2 separate regions of the Mus musculus genome follow, and region 2 is linked to region 1. The links are chromatin contacts, called in public Hi-C maps. All regions are on one chromosome and are shown on one strand. The core of a region is the stretch at or near the end of the contact, and the rest is flanking DNA. Distances in the headings are between cores, read along the strand shown. Region 1 holds the start of C230014O12Rik (RIKEN cDNA C230014O12 gene). Region 2 has its middle 3.8 kb from the start of Gm34372.

Region 1 (6,578 bases), core at 3,376-5,875:
AAGTATAAAGTGACATGGATGGAGGGGGGAGGGGGAGTAGCAGAAAAGACAAAGTACCTCATAAAGTTTCATCTCATGCCAATACCACACTGCAGACAGGTAACTGAGACCCTGTTGTCACACCTCCTGCAGGCCGTTGGCTGCAGCACCTAGGTGGACTGAGGCTACCTGTGCCCAGAAACATCTCACTGGGTATTCAGTCCTCCTGCCGCCCAGAGTGCTGGGGTTTCCTTTGCCCTTTAGAGCTGACAGGAAGGAGATACTGATTGCGCAGACGTGTTAATGAAGAAAGAGCCCGGCTCTCTGTCAGAAGCGTCACCCATGCTCTCCGATTTGCTACACGAGGGTTCTGTGCACAGGCTCTGGCCAGAACCACCTCAGTTTACATCTCAACTTTACCACTCTCAGTGAGAAACGATACATCAGCTACAGCCTATGACGCTGTGTAACAAACTACCCCGCAGTCACTCGGTAGCTGACAGTAAACAGTCATGCACACCGGGCTGCAAGTTGCCTGGGGTTTGCTGATCTAGACAAAGCTTTCCTTCCCACCAAGCCTAAGGCAACCTCACAGTGTAGTGAGCATCACTCTTCAGAGTCCACCAACTGGCCTCGAAGAGTTCTGTGGCCAAGACTGACAAACAGACTGGGGGAGTTTCCTCTGTGATATGAGTGGAAATAAAGATTGACTGGACATGTATCCAAACGGTCACAGTGACCTTGGCCTCTGTTAGCTCATCTGAGAAATGGGGCCAAGTGGAGGGATTGGTCTGAGTACAGGACCACCCAGCATCTAGCCTTGGGTCTCTTGCTTCTATAAAATCCTGTTCTCTTGGTTGTTCTCAACATGATGACAACCTCACAGGCTGGAGAAAGTGAATGGCTTGGGTCCCTATGTCATGCTCTGATCTCCTTCATACCCAGACCAGTCTCTCCTATGCACAATGGTTCTCCCTGAGGTTCTCTGTACAGCCATGACCCCAGAGTCCCACATGGTACCATGGGCAGCTGCCTGTCCCCAGATAGCCAGCATTGCTCCTGCTTCCCTGAAAGCCCAGAAACTGGTGCCCATGCTATGTTGTTCTAAGTGTCTTTAAAGGCACACATGGCAGATCTACTGTCCCTAAACCTTGCCCCCAGTGAGTCAGGGTTTTCCAGAATGAGAATGGGGGACGTGGCCCCCATGGCTTTACCAGGCAGTAGTGCCTGCCACACCCATCTGTGCCCACTTGTGCGTGCACACGTGTGCTCAGCTGAGCATGTGGAAGTGTGTACTTACATGCCCAGTGGTGCCTGATCTCACACTTGGATACATGAAGTGCTTGCTCTTCGTGTGTTCAAACACAGGCTCAGTGCATGTGTGTCTATCTCCACATGGGATCACATTCGTGTGTGTTCTCATGGGCTCCGAATGCTCACAGCCTGGGGTGGCATGGATGTGTGAATACAAGCCAGGGTAGACACCAACACCCACCAGCCTTGTCCAGGCTAGACACCAACATTGGTCTTGTCGATCCACACATTCCACAGCTGAAGTTTAGTGCCATAACTTGCTCACAGTCATTATTTCCAATACACTGCTTTCCTTGAGACCTGCTGCCACCTCTTTGTTTCTTAGCTTTTATTTAAAAGTTCCAGGGCTGACAAGATGGTAACCACGTAGGTAAAAAGCACTTGCCATCAAGTCTGATGGCCTGAATTCAATCACCAGGACCCATATACATATACATTCAGAGATGACTAAAAACAGTTTTTCACACACATACACACACACACACACGAACATGCACACCACCCCGTTTTGAGATGGCTCAGCAGTTAAGAGCATTTATTGATCCAGCAGAGGACTTGGGTTTGGTTCCCAGCACTCACACGGCAACTCAACATCTGATCCCAGTTCCAGGGATCCAATGCCCTCTTCTGACCTCTGCAGGTATCAGACATGAACTTGGTGCACAGACATACATACAGGCAAAACACCCATACAAATAAAATAAATAAATCTTTAAATTTTAGTTCTAGTCCTTAGAATTCAAGGGGACTCATGGTCCACCCCCTCTCCGTTCCTGCCTCCTCCAAAATCTATCTCTATATCCCTGGCTCAGCCAGCAAGACCCGCCCCAGTAGATAATGAAGGACCACACTGAGCCTCGACCATGCACAAGTGCTCTCAGGCCCACCCTGGGTGCTGGGACCACCCCTTAGGAAGAGAGCAGAAGCCAGGAGGCCCAGCTGGTAATGGAGGCACCAGGCCTCTCCTCGGGGGCAGCTGGAGGGGTCCAGGAGTCTCCCTCACACCATCTCATCACTGTAAATAATGCCGAAAATGAGTCGTTTTTAAAGAGTGTCCAGTGGGATTCTGGAGCCTTGTTTTAATTATACAAAACCAGCATGGGTGCTCAGGCAGATGCTGGCGCTAATTGTTTTGAAAGCCGGCCCTCTTGGCTCCTCAGAATGCCCTGTCTGGGCACATTTTGAGCAGTTTTCACAGTCACACAATGAAGTCACTCCCAGACTGGGCAGGTACGGGCGAGACACACCAGAGACCTGCCTTAGGGACCTCTTCCTCCTTGACCTCACCCCTACTCAGTCCAGGCTCTGGCCACCACCCCTCCTCACAACACAATCAGCTGGCAAGATGCTCTGAGGCTGAGAAGATGCTGGGAGGGACACACTGTGAGCACCAGCAGAGGTGAGGGAGGGCACCCTGCTTCACCAGTGCGTCCCCTCTGTGAACCTAGGCCTCCTCCTGCTCTGCCCGCAGACTCTGTAATACCTGATTTATTACCTCTCCTTAGTGGTTGAGGGTCAGAAGGCTCTAAGCCAAGGTCACACCGCTAGGAAACCACAGAGGACCCCAGTCTCAGCTCTACCCTCTTGTGGCTGGAAAGGCAGTAGGGAACAGATGTGCATGCGCCGAGACGTGTAGAGAATGGATGCATAGATGGCCAGACAGACAGACAGACAGAGAGTGGTCCCAGAGGGAGAATCGGGGGAGAAGAAGAGACCATTGGCAAATTGTGCCTTTAATCCAGCCACTACTGTATGGGTTTATAAGAGGCAAATGGACCCCTTCTCAGATACTGGGGTGTGGGGAGCCACAGCATTGTGTGGAGCCCCTCTTTTAAAAAATCAGCCAGAAATTAAACAGGGCTAGCACTGAAGGCATTGAGAGATAAATACAAGAAAAAAGCTACAGAGAACTAGGGACCCACACACACACAAAGGAGAAGGTGGGGACCCAGGGGCAAAGCAGAACAGAATAGGGAGTCGGTGAGCTCAAGGTGGGGTGCCAAGGCTGGTGAGCCCTGCAGAGGGACAGGCCTGGGCCGGAGGAGGTGATGGATGGCGTGCCCATCAATTTCTGAAGGCCAAGGCTCGGAGAGCAGCCGAGTCAGTGAAATTTACATTATTAATCTCTTGTAATAATCTATGACTCAAGCAGGCTGAGAAAATAGCCGCAGCTACGGAGTGACCAGCCTATATAAATAACGGCTCCCCGCTCAATTTAATTGCACTCTGGTGAAAGCCCTCTTCTTGTATCTTTCTAATTACTTTAGTTTCATTAGGTCTAGCAGAGAAAGGGAGAGAAAGAGAGAGAGAGCCGTGAAAAAGAGAGGGAGAGAAAGGGGGAGGGGCAGGGGGAGCGTCGCAACAATGAAAAATTCATATTCCGATTTTTTTTTGTTCTGTGAAATATTTAAATGTTAATAGCCATTCCGTCGTTGACATGCTATCTCACCAGTGTGGAGTTAAACAGAAAATCTATTTAATCTACGGGATCTCATTAAATGGTCGTGGCAAGGCAGTGGCTGGGAAGTAGTCAATAGCCGGGAAAGAGGAGAGGGAGGAGGGGTGGGGGAGGGAAGAAAGAGCTGCTAAGATTCTTTAATTTAATTTATTGTCGTGCATGAGACACCAGGAGAGGCGGGGAGACGCTGGCTCCTGCGCCTCCATTTGAGTGGCTAATGATTAAATGTTTTCCATTGTGCTACAGCTGGTATGTATTATCACAGAGTGAGTGAAAAACAGAAACTCTCAGCAATTTTGACTGCTTTCCAAATATTAGCCCCTTTTAAAGCCATTAAAAGATTATCACTGATTTAACCAAATGTCTGTTTGGAGTATTAACCGCAGTCTGTTCTCCGAATCCCCAGAATGCCTCTCCTCTCTCCTCTCCTCCGATTATCTCATCCACCCAGCAGTATTTAATTTCATTCCCATGAATATGCAATGAATTTAATTTTGAACACTATTTTCATCTGCTCCTGTAATCACAAAAAATGCTGGTGTAATTAGTTTCTAATTACTTGCTTTAATTGTTGTAGTAATCATTTTAATTACCCAAATGCACAGACATCAAACGCTAAAAGGAAAATAATCCTCTCGCACCTCCTACCTTGTCTTTCAGCCTCGGTGTTTGATATCTCGATTTTGACACGGGCAACCTTCACTGAGCCGGGGGTGCTCCGGGGGGCTTCTGGGGCTCAGGGAGGCCGCTCCAAGCCCAGGCCTCAACACAATCTGCTCACAGAAATTTGCATGCCCCCCAAAAAACCATTAAGTTAAAATATACAGTTATTGTACCTTTCTGGGCCGGGCGCCACGCGCGGGCTTATTGCTGAAGCCCAAACCGGCACGAGCAGATGGTAAATCATGAAATTTTATGAAATTATTACGCCGGCGAGGTGTTTTGAATAGGAGCAGCTGTGAAGGAGATGGGACGTTATAAACACTCACAGGTGTTGCCATCTCCTCCTCTGCCAGCCGCAACATAAAAAAAAAATTAAATTATAAACAAACCAGGCAAATGTTGTAATCTCTCTCCTCGACACACTCCTTACAGGGAAATTGCTTAAACTAAGCAAAGAATTCAATTTTAATTTGCATAAAATATTTATCAAGGCTTACGCAAATTTCCGCGCGGCTCCCTTCCTGCCAAGTTGAAAATTGCTCAGACATACAGAGGTGGAATATCGGCATGTGAGGAGACCATTAGGCCAGCCCTCCCGGCCACTCGAGCTGTGCAGACGCCACGTGCCCAGCAGCAGGCCAGGCTCTGCCAATTTGGCCTTTTAATTTTTTTTTTCTTTTTCTTTCGTCCCTTTTTTGCAAACAGATTGTTTTTCTCATTATGTTTTTATATGTACCTAAACTGTTAATTAGGCCCTTAGAAGCGTTTTTATTGGGGCCTAAGTGTAACGGGCTGCTTTGTTCACAGGCCCGCACCTTTCAGCGGCTCCACGAACAGGGGTTTTTTTGCCTCCGTGGCAGTCCAGGGTTACGTGCGGGGAGAAGGGCGCCCTGACCTAGGGAGGATGTTTCAGTTCTCCTGGGTGCTTGCGGATGGTGGCCCCAGAGGAGAAGAGGAAGAGGAGGAAGCTGAGGAAGCAAAGACAGAGTCGCACTTCCTCTGGACTCGGGGCGGCTTCTAAGTCAGGAAGCCCTCCAGGCCGGATTCCAGAAAGCAGGATCTTAGCACTTCACAGTGCAGCCTTGTCTACACCTGCCTGAGGCCTTTATACCTCTTCTACCTCAGAATGTTGAGTCAAGACTGCTGGCAGCCTGGTCCGGCTTCCCAGCCCAGAGGAACCCTCCTTAAAGAAACCCCTCACACACAAACTTTCTTCACAGAGTTTGACACCATCAGGGTGGACCTGTCCCGGAGTTTTAGTGTCTGCTTCCTTTAATAGGATGAGACCCTCATGAGGACAAAGATGCCGATCTGGCTCTGGGTGTGTTCTCTGACAGAGCCTTGCCTGATAGCATGGGGTCTGCGTACAAAAAGGGTAGAGAGGAACCAACCGTCACCAAGCCGGAAGCATCTTTTGTTAGTTAGGGAAGTGCACTGAGCCAGGACTGGGCTACTTGGAGTGTGGCCTTTGACCCTACCACATGGGTCACCTGTGTGTCAAATGAAACACTGATGTCCACACGCCCGGCCTCAGGGGTGCCTCGGCCTTTGCCACCCACATGATAGCCTGTCTTGACCAAAAGCAACCTGGGGGGGAAATGGGTTTATTTTATCTTATAGTTAACAGTCTACCATGAAGGGAACCCAAAGCTGAAACTTGGAGGCAGGAGCTGAGGCTTGCTCTCCATAGCTTGTCCAGTCTGCCTTCTTACAGAACCCAGGACCACCAGCCTAGGGATGGTGCCACCCACAGTGGGCTGGGTCCTCCCCCATTAATCATTACCTGAGAAGATACCTCACAGACTTGGCCATAAACCATTGTAACAGGGGCATTTCGAAAATGATGTTCCCTCTTCCAAGAAGATCCTAGCTGTGTCAAGTTGACAAAAATCCAACCAGCACACCTGCCCTCCTGCAATCAGATACCCAAATGAACTTTAAGCAAATCTAGCCAATCACCACTTGGCTACCCAGGTCCCCCAACAGAGAGGCTGGGTCCCCCACTATATCAAAGTGGCTGATGGAATGGGAGGGGCAGGATCGTCCCTCCGTTTGGAGCAGGATCAATGGGAAGAGTGAATTAAGCATGGTGAATCACTAATAAGGAAATAATCAGGTTTACACTGCACAAACATGTCTCCACATCAGACAGAATATTGGGACA
Region 2 (6,583 bases), core at 1,484-3,983, 530 kb after region 1:
AAATCTCCAAAGAATAAGACGGAGCTCGTCAGCTATCCCTATGCCCCTGAGGATGCTGGGTAACGCTCCCCCTTTGTCTTTTTGTTTGTTCTTAGCTCAAGCACCAGAGCGGCTACAAAATTGGTTAAAGCTTCCAAAGTGTGTCTTTCTCCAGAAACGTCTTATAAGAGACAAAAGATTTACAAGATCTGAAGAGTGAAGCAGGATAATTGTTTTTGGAATGACCCCAATATTTTCACCCCGGCGACCCCGGCTGGGCATCTTGCCCCCATATTTATGATTCCTGGTCCTCTGCGTACTACTGGGCGACCTTTCTGAGCCCCTCTGAGAAGCCCCAATCCCTTATCGGGCCTGTAACTCACCCTGACGTTATCTCTCGGGAGGGTTTTATACACTTTAATTTAACTCCCCCGTCATTATTTCCCGGACTTCAAGGTTTTCTCTTTGGAACTGCCCTTCCTGGGACAAGTATAATGTGTTTGCCATCAAACCCAATAAATATGTTTGCACAGGAGATGGGAACCATTTGGGGAGAGGCGCTCAGACTGGAAAGCAGCCGGAGCTCCCACCCGATGTGCTCCAGGGTGGGTGAGCGCTAGTGTCCTTGATCCTCTGTAGTGATGCAGGTGGGCCTTTGGGGCAGGGGAAGAAGGCACCAAACAAAACATAAGATGCCCAGACGACAGACGCCTCCTTTCTGCTGTTCTTCGCTGTTATCTGACTTGGTTTTGTGATGTGGTTGTCGCTGTTGAGACACTGGAGCAAGTCACTTTATAGCTCATTGTCAAGGAGTCCTAGCGGGGCTCGAACTCACCACCTCCTGTCACCACCCATGAGGACTCGATTACAGAACTGAAGCAATGCTCAGGGCAGGCATGCTTACCCAAGATGCACAGAGACAGAACCAGACACAGAGGATACAGGTGTGGCCTGGTCACACGGCACATGGACCCAAGTCGCAGGCCAGCTTGGGCTACAGAACCAGAACTCTCTCCAGGACTTTCCATGTTAGCCTTTGAGCTTCTTAGAGTCCCGTCCACCTGACCACACAGGTTTTGTCCCTCTAAATTCCCTTCAAAGGAAGTTATGGCACACAGTAGGGATCCAACTGGAAGTCCAGGGGACTAATTTGGGTTCCTCTCAGGGACAGCTGTGGAAGGAGCCTCCTACAGAGAGTGGTCTGGGCCTGTGTCCCCAAACACGCCCATCAATCTCGGTGGGTCCCTCCAGCAGGAGCAAATTAAAGTTTCTCTCAGTGCTTCCCTCAATACTCTGGGCCTCCGTCCCCTCACCTGCAAGATACCACAAGGAAATGCGCTCCGGTGACTAACCAAATGCAGGGGCTGGAGGGGCGGCCAGAGGTTATGAGTAGGCATTCCTGTCGCATGGAACCTGAGGTCACTTCCCAGAGGTTCACAAATGCCTGAGAGATCTGATGCCCCTGGTCTCGATGGGCACCTGCACATGCGCACATACCCACACATATACAGAATACATAACTAAAATACCCAGACATACACACATACATAATTAAAAATAATTCCTTAAAAAAATTAGCCAAGATGTGGAGGTCTCCAGGCCTTCCTGCGTCCCATCCTGTGCCCGGCTGCACACAGTTCAGGCTGCAGCCGGGACAGGAAATGATTCCCTGCCCAGTCCGTGGGACCGGTCCTCAGGGTATTTATTCTACCTGTGTCAGCTTCTGCCCAGCCCCTCAGCTCCTTCTCCTGGGACAACCAGAGTGGTTTCCACCTCAACCCTGACCAAGTGGCCCAGAGCAGAACCCCCATTGGTTGAGGCCTACAGCGAGAGCCAAACCATGTTCTGGGTGCTGCCGAGTGACAGAGCGCTGGGCGACAAAGACTGGGGGTCTTTGAGAAAGGGTGCTCTGGCCTAGACTAGGAAATAACGAGAACACCAGGGAACAGGAGGCTGGGGACACTGTAAGCCAGGCCCAGGGTGGCTTTCAGCCCTCTACAGGTGCCAGGAGCCTGGTAATGACCCTGTGTCAAAGATGCCACTGAAGCCACTGACAGGCACCAGGAACCCCACCCCCACCCCTATAGGGAGCCTCAGAGGTGGGGATGAAGGTCTGTGTCAGTGGCCAGCGTGGAGAGATGCTCAGAGCAGAGGCTGCTGACACAGCGTGCCCTGGTGGGAATAGTCAGGACATTTGCTCACTGCTGTGGGAAGTGTCCACATGGGACCTTTGTCCTGTTATTATGGAGAGCTTTCTGTCACTGAGTTCTTGAGTACTTTAAAAAGGTTTTGGACACTCTGTCCATTTTCTGTGTCATGGGCTAGGGTACATATTGATGTGAGAGAAAGAGAGAGAGAGAGAGAGAGAGTGTGTGTGTGTGTGTGTGTGTGTGTGTGTGTGTGTGTGTGTGTGAAGGTCAGAGATCAGCAGCATCAGGCCATTTTAATCTGATTTACTTCTGGCTACCACAGATCAAGTTTCTACCCTCTTAGCACTGCCTATGAGGGCTCAGTTTCAACCTGGCAAAGCTCTGAGTGTGCCTGCCCCTGTGTCCCCACCAGAGCCTGAGTCCCCTAACACAGACAATGATCAGGCACACTGCACACTGGACCCGGAACACTGGCTATGCTGGGACCCAGCTGCATTTTGTCCCTGATCAAAGACTCCAGGGAGCTCCGCCCACACGAGTCTCTGGTCTAGCATGGTCTAGTGTGGTCTAGCTTGCACAAGGTCCTAGATTCTGATTTGATTCTGGGAATCAGGATATGTCTCCTAGCATGCAGGAAGCCCTGGGTCCAGTGCTCAGAACTACATAACCCAGCTATATCAAGGGATACCTATAATCTTGGCATTTTGGAGACAGGGGCAGCTGCCTGGCCCAGGTTGGACTATATAGGATGATAAATCTAATTTATAAGATCAAAGGTGTGTGTGGACAACTTATTAAAACATGAAGTTAGCTGACACGTGGTATGGAAGCACACAGAGACAGGCGAGACTCCAAAGCCCTCACTGACATCTTGACCCTGTATCCAGCCCACAACCGAGGCTTCTGCAGTCACATGAACATGAAAAGGTATTTCTGCTTCTTAGAATACTCTGACAGTTGCCAGACAGTGATGGTGCACACCTTAAATCCCAGCACTCCGGAGACAGAAGCAGGTAGATCTCTGAGTTCAAGGACAGCCTGCTCTACAGAGGAAGTTCCACCAGGACAGCCAGAGCTACACAGAGAAACCGGGAAGGGAAGGGAAGAGAAGGGAAGGGGAGGGGAGGGGAGGGGAGGGGAGGGGAGGGGAGGGGAGGGGAGGGGAGGGGAGGGGAGGGGAGGGGAGGGGACAAACCCAGTCAGCTTCTAATGCCTCTATACACGCTGGATTAATACCTCCTCTATCTTGATCCACATGAAATGTTGAGGAGAAAAGGGACCAGTCAGAGAAGATGGTCCAAGATCAGGGCATGCTAATCCTGAGGCATAAGACAAAGTGGTGGTGACCCTGATAAGAAGCCAGCTTGCCTGCCTATCTGCTTGCTTGTCTGTCTGCCTGCCTGCCTGGTTGCCCTCAAACTCTGGCACAAAAAACAACATAAAAATAACTTGATCCTTGAGTAGATGAGTAACTGAAGGAAAAAAGGAATGAGTACACATTGCCTCAGTCGGCTTCCCTGGCCTGGGTGCCAAGAATGAGGCAAAGAACCACTATTTCTCCACAAAGAGACCTGGGTTCTCTGGTGCCCAGGCACTTAGAATCCGCTTGTGAGGATCTGGCCATGCCCCTGCCACAGAGCCTAGTGAGGCATCAGCCTCAGCCCTGAGAAGGCTCAGAGCTTCCATCCACGAAAGGTCTCCCGATACAATAAAAGATTATCAGCTCGATAATATGAGACATAACTAGGGCCACTATGCCCCGTTGGATTGAAAGCCAGAGAGTCAAGAGTCCCCTCCCCCAGAGATTTATTCCCCATGGAGTGGTAGTTTCCCAGCTGGCCCAGCTGGAAAGATTAGACCTGGTCTCTCTCCCTCCATCTGGGGGGAGGGGAATCACATTTTTATTTAATCTTCAATGAGCTGGAACAGCAAAGATGGCGTGAACGCACATTAATTCTGAAACAAATTATTAAGGCTTGATCTAGGATTCCGGGAAAACCACTCCCCACCCCCGCCAGCCGCCTCCCTTCATTCTGACCATCCGTTCCCTCCGGAAAACATACCATCAGGCCCAAGTGTTTCCCCAGGGCTGAACATAAAGGCCTAGGATAGACCAAGCCCAGGGCCAGCGCAGCCGCAGGCCTGGTGACAATCTGCTGTCCTGGGCCTTGACCCCTACCAATGACCTCCATGTTCTGTCTCCTCCCTGCCCATGCATATAGCTGCTCCTCCCCAAGCCCGGCCTCCCCCTGGCTTCTCAGGAACCTTGGCCTTCCCAGGACATCAAGAACCTACCTCCCTGAGTTGGCTCAGACATGGCTACACCCCCAGGGCCATAGGCCTTCCACCTCCTACAGACTTAGGGCAAAATCCAGAGTCCCCTGGACTGTGGCTCTCTTCCCTTGTCCCTAAAAGGCTTCACCTGCCTTCCCTTCTATTCATCCCTCTTGGAGCTGTGGCCCCACAACCTGCCTGCCCCTTCCTTCCCCACCCTTCCCACTTGAGAGTGTGAACTGATATCCACGTGTTTGTGGGACCTCTGCTGCCCACATCCCCAGTGGATACCAAGACCTGCCATCTCTTGTCCTTGAAATTAAATAGTACATAATTAGGGGCTGTCCAGAGGGCTCAGTGGGTAAGATGGCTTGCTGTGCAAGAAAACAGACCCAAGTTCAAATCCTCAGCACCCATGTAAAAGCTATGCATGGCTACACACATGTCAGTAACCACAGAGCCATGAGCGATAGAGACAGGAAGATCACCAAGGATTACTGACTGCTTGTCTAACTCGGGGTTCAGTGAGGTGAAGAGTAATAGAGTGGGACAGTTGATGTCCTCCTCTGGCTTCCACATTCACACACATGTGCACATATACTACCTACATACAACACATGCACAGCAATAATAGATACATACATACTTAGTGTCCAATGCTCACAGACAAAGCCCTGTAGGAAGTGAGAACACAGAGTTTGTCCCACTCAGTATGGCCCAGGGCAAACAGTAGGTGCTCAATAAATGGCTATTGAGCCAGGCATGGTGGCGCACACCTTTAATCCTAGCACTCAGGAGGCAGAGGCAGGCAGATTTCTGAGTTCAAGGCCAGCCTGGTCTACAGAGTGAGTTCTAGGACAGCCAGGGCTATACAGAGAAACCCTGTCTCAATAAATAAATAAATAAATAAATAAATAAATAAATAAATAAATAAATAAATAAAATGGCTATTGATAAAGGGAGGGAAACATGGGTCCCCAGCCCCTCCCATCAAACCCTCTCAGGTCTCCCAGCTTCGGCCCCCAGCCAGGCTGGTGGTTACAGTTGCTCCCAAGGAGCTCAACTTAAAAGACCCAGAGAATGGAGCTAGATCCAGTACATTCGGATCCAGTACACCCAGCAGGACCAAGACCAGGCTCCCAGCAAATGGGATTAGGCCGCTCCCCTAATCATGAGAATTTTGTCAGCTGGACAGCAAAGGCCAGAAACCTGGAATGACCATGGGGAGCAAGGACCCCTCTTCAGCCCTGGCCTGAGCCACCTTCCTTGCCAGGGTCCTGCCCCTCCCTGCGCCACCAGCCCAGGCCAGATCTCACCCCGCTTGGATTTACTCTTTCTTTGTCATCTATAGCAAGACAAGAGTGACCAGGTCAACTACAATTGTGTACGTCACCCTCCCACGGCCACACTCTCAGAGCTTTAGGTCAGGGCCATGGGTCCTCCATCTTCCCGCATCTGGGTCTGAATTTCCCGGATGTAGCTGCAGATACAGCGGCCCCAAGCTGTGATGACAGCCACTCCACGGAGGGTCCAGTCCTCCCAGGACTTGGTGCTGCCTGTGGGGTGGCAATGGGGTTCCTGGGGACAGGACTAAATGCTGAATAGGCCCTGAAAATGGGGAGGACCTTGAAATGTCAGCTCACACAAGCTGGCCCTTTCTAAGTACTAGACCCAGCAAAGGATTGGGACCCCCACTCTCTCTGTCCTGAGCCTCAAAATATGTGATATTCAGGGGCCTCCTTCAAAGTCAAGAAACTGAGGCTGGAGGGATGACTCAGTGGTTAAGAGCACTGACTGCTCTTCCAGGGGGTCCTGAGTTCAATTCCCAAGCAACCACATGGTGGCTCACAACCATCTGTAATGGGATCAGAAACCCACTTCTTCCCAGTACACTCTTCTGCTGTGTCTGAAGACAGCTTCAGTGTCTTTTTTTAAAAGAAGGGAAAAAAAAAAAGTCAAGAAACCCGGTACAGAATCTGGTCTGTGCCCCTACCCACTCTGCCTCAGGCAGGGTCAGGGGTCCCAGAATAACCTTGCTCAGCCAGTGTAGGACAAGCCGCTGCTGGGAGCTGAGGCCCAGCTGGGTTCCAGCGAGTCCTGGGTGGGTTCTGAGCATGGGGTCTGGATTTAAAAGCTGCTTAGGTGTGGAAAGAGACTAGGGGCACCATGGACAAACTGAG

The links. Hi-C and Micro-C count contacts between places; a contact is called where the count stands out from the background.
Region 2: a contact with region 1 is called in a Hi-C map of the N1E-115 cell line, with 6 times the contacts expected there. The contact joins the enhancer-like site here to the promoter of C230014O12Rik in region 1. A contact is called at or near these places in 1 of 15 datasets of contacts at CTCF or cohesin (embryonic stem cells), 5 of 484 Hi-C or Micro-C datasets (the N1E-115 cell line, bone marrow-derived macrophages, cerebellar granule neurons and 2 more) and 9 of 115 datasets of contacts at active chromatin or transcription factors (acute myeloid leukemia, craniofacial prominence, differentiating embryonic stem cells and 5 more).

Annotation. Positions count from the first base shown.
Region 1 is chr2:34,103,110-34,109,687 of GRCm38.p6, forward strand. C230014O12Rik (RIKEN cDNA C230014O12 gene) reads right to left here and starts at 4,626. Exons shown (of 4, transcript NR_130173.1): 1 at 4,400-4,626.
Region 2 is chr2:34,631,973-34,638,555 of GRCm38.p6, forward strand. No RefSeq gene overlaps it. Among named protein-coding and RNA genes, the nearest start is that of Gm34372, 3.8 kb to the right of the region's middle. Within about 2 kb of position 2,734, at least 8 of the 459 cell types and tissues checked have an H3K27ac peak or open chromatin away from gene starts, as enhancers often do. A contact at or near this core is called in the N1E-115 cell line, where this site is marked.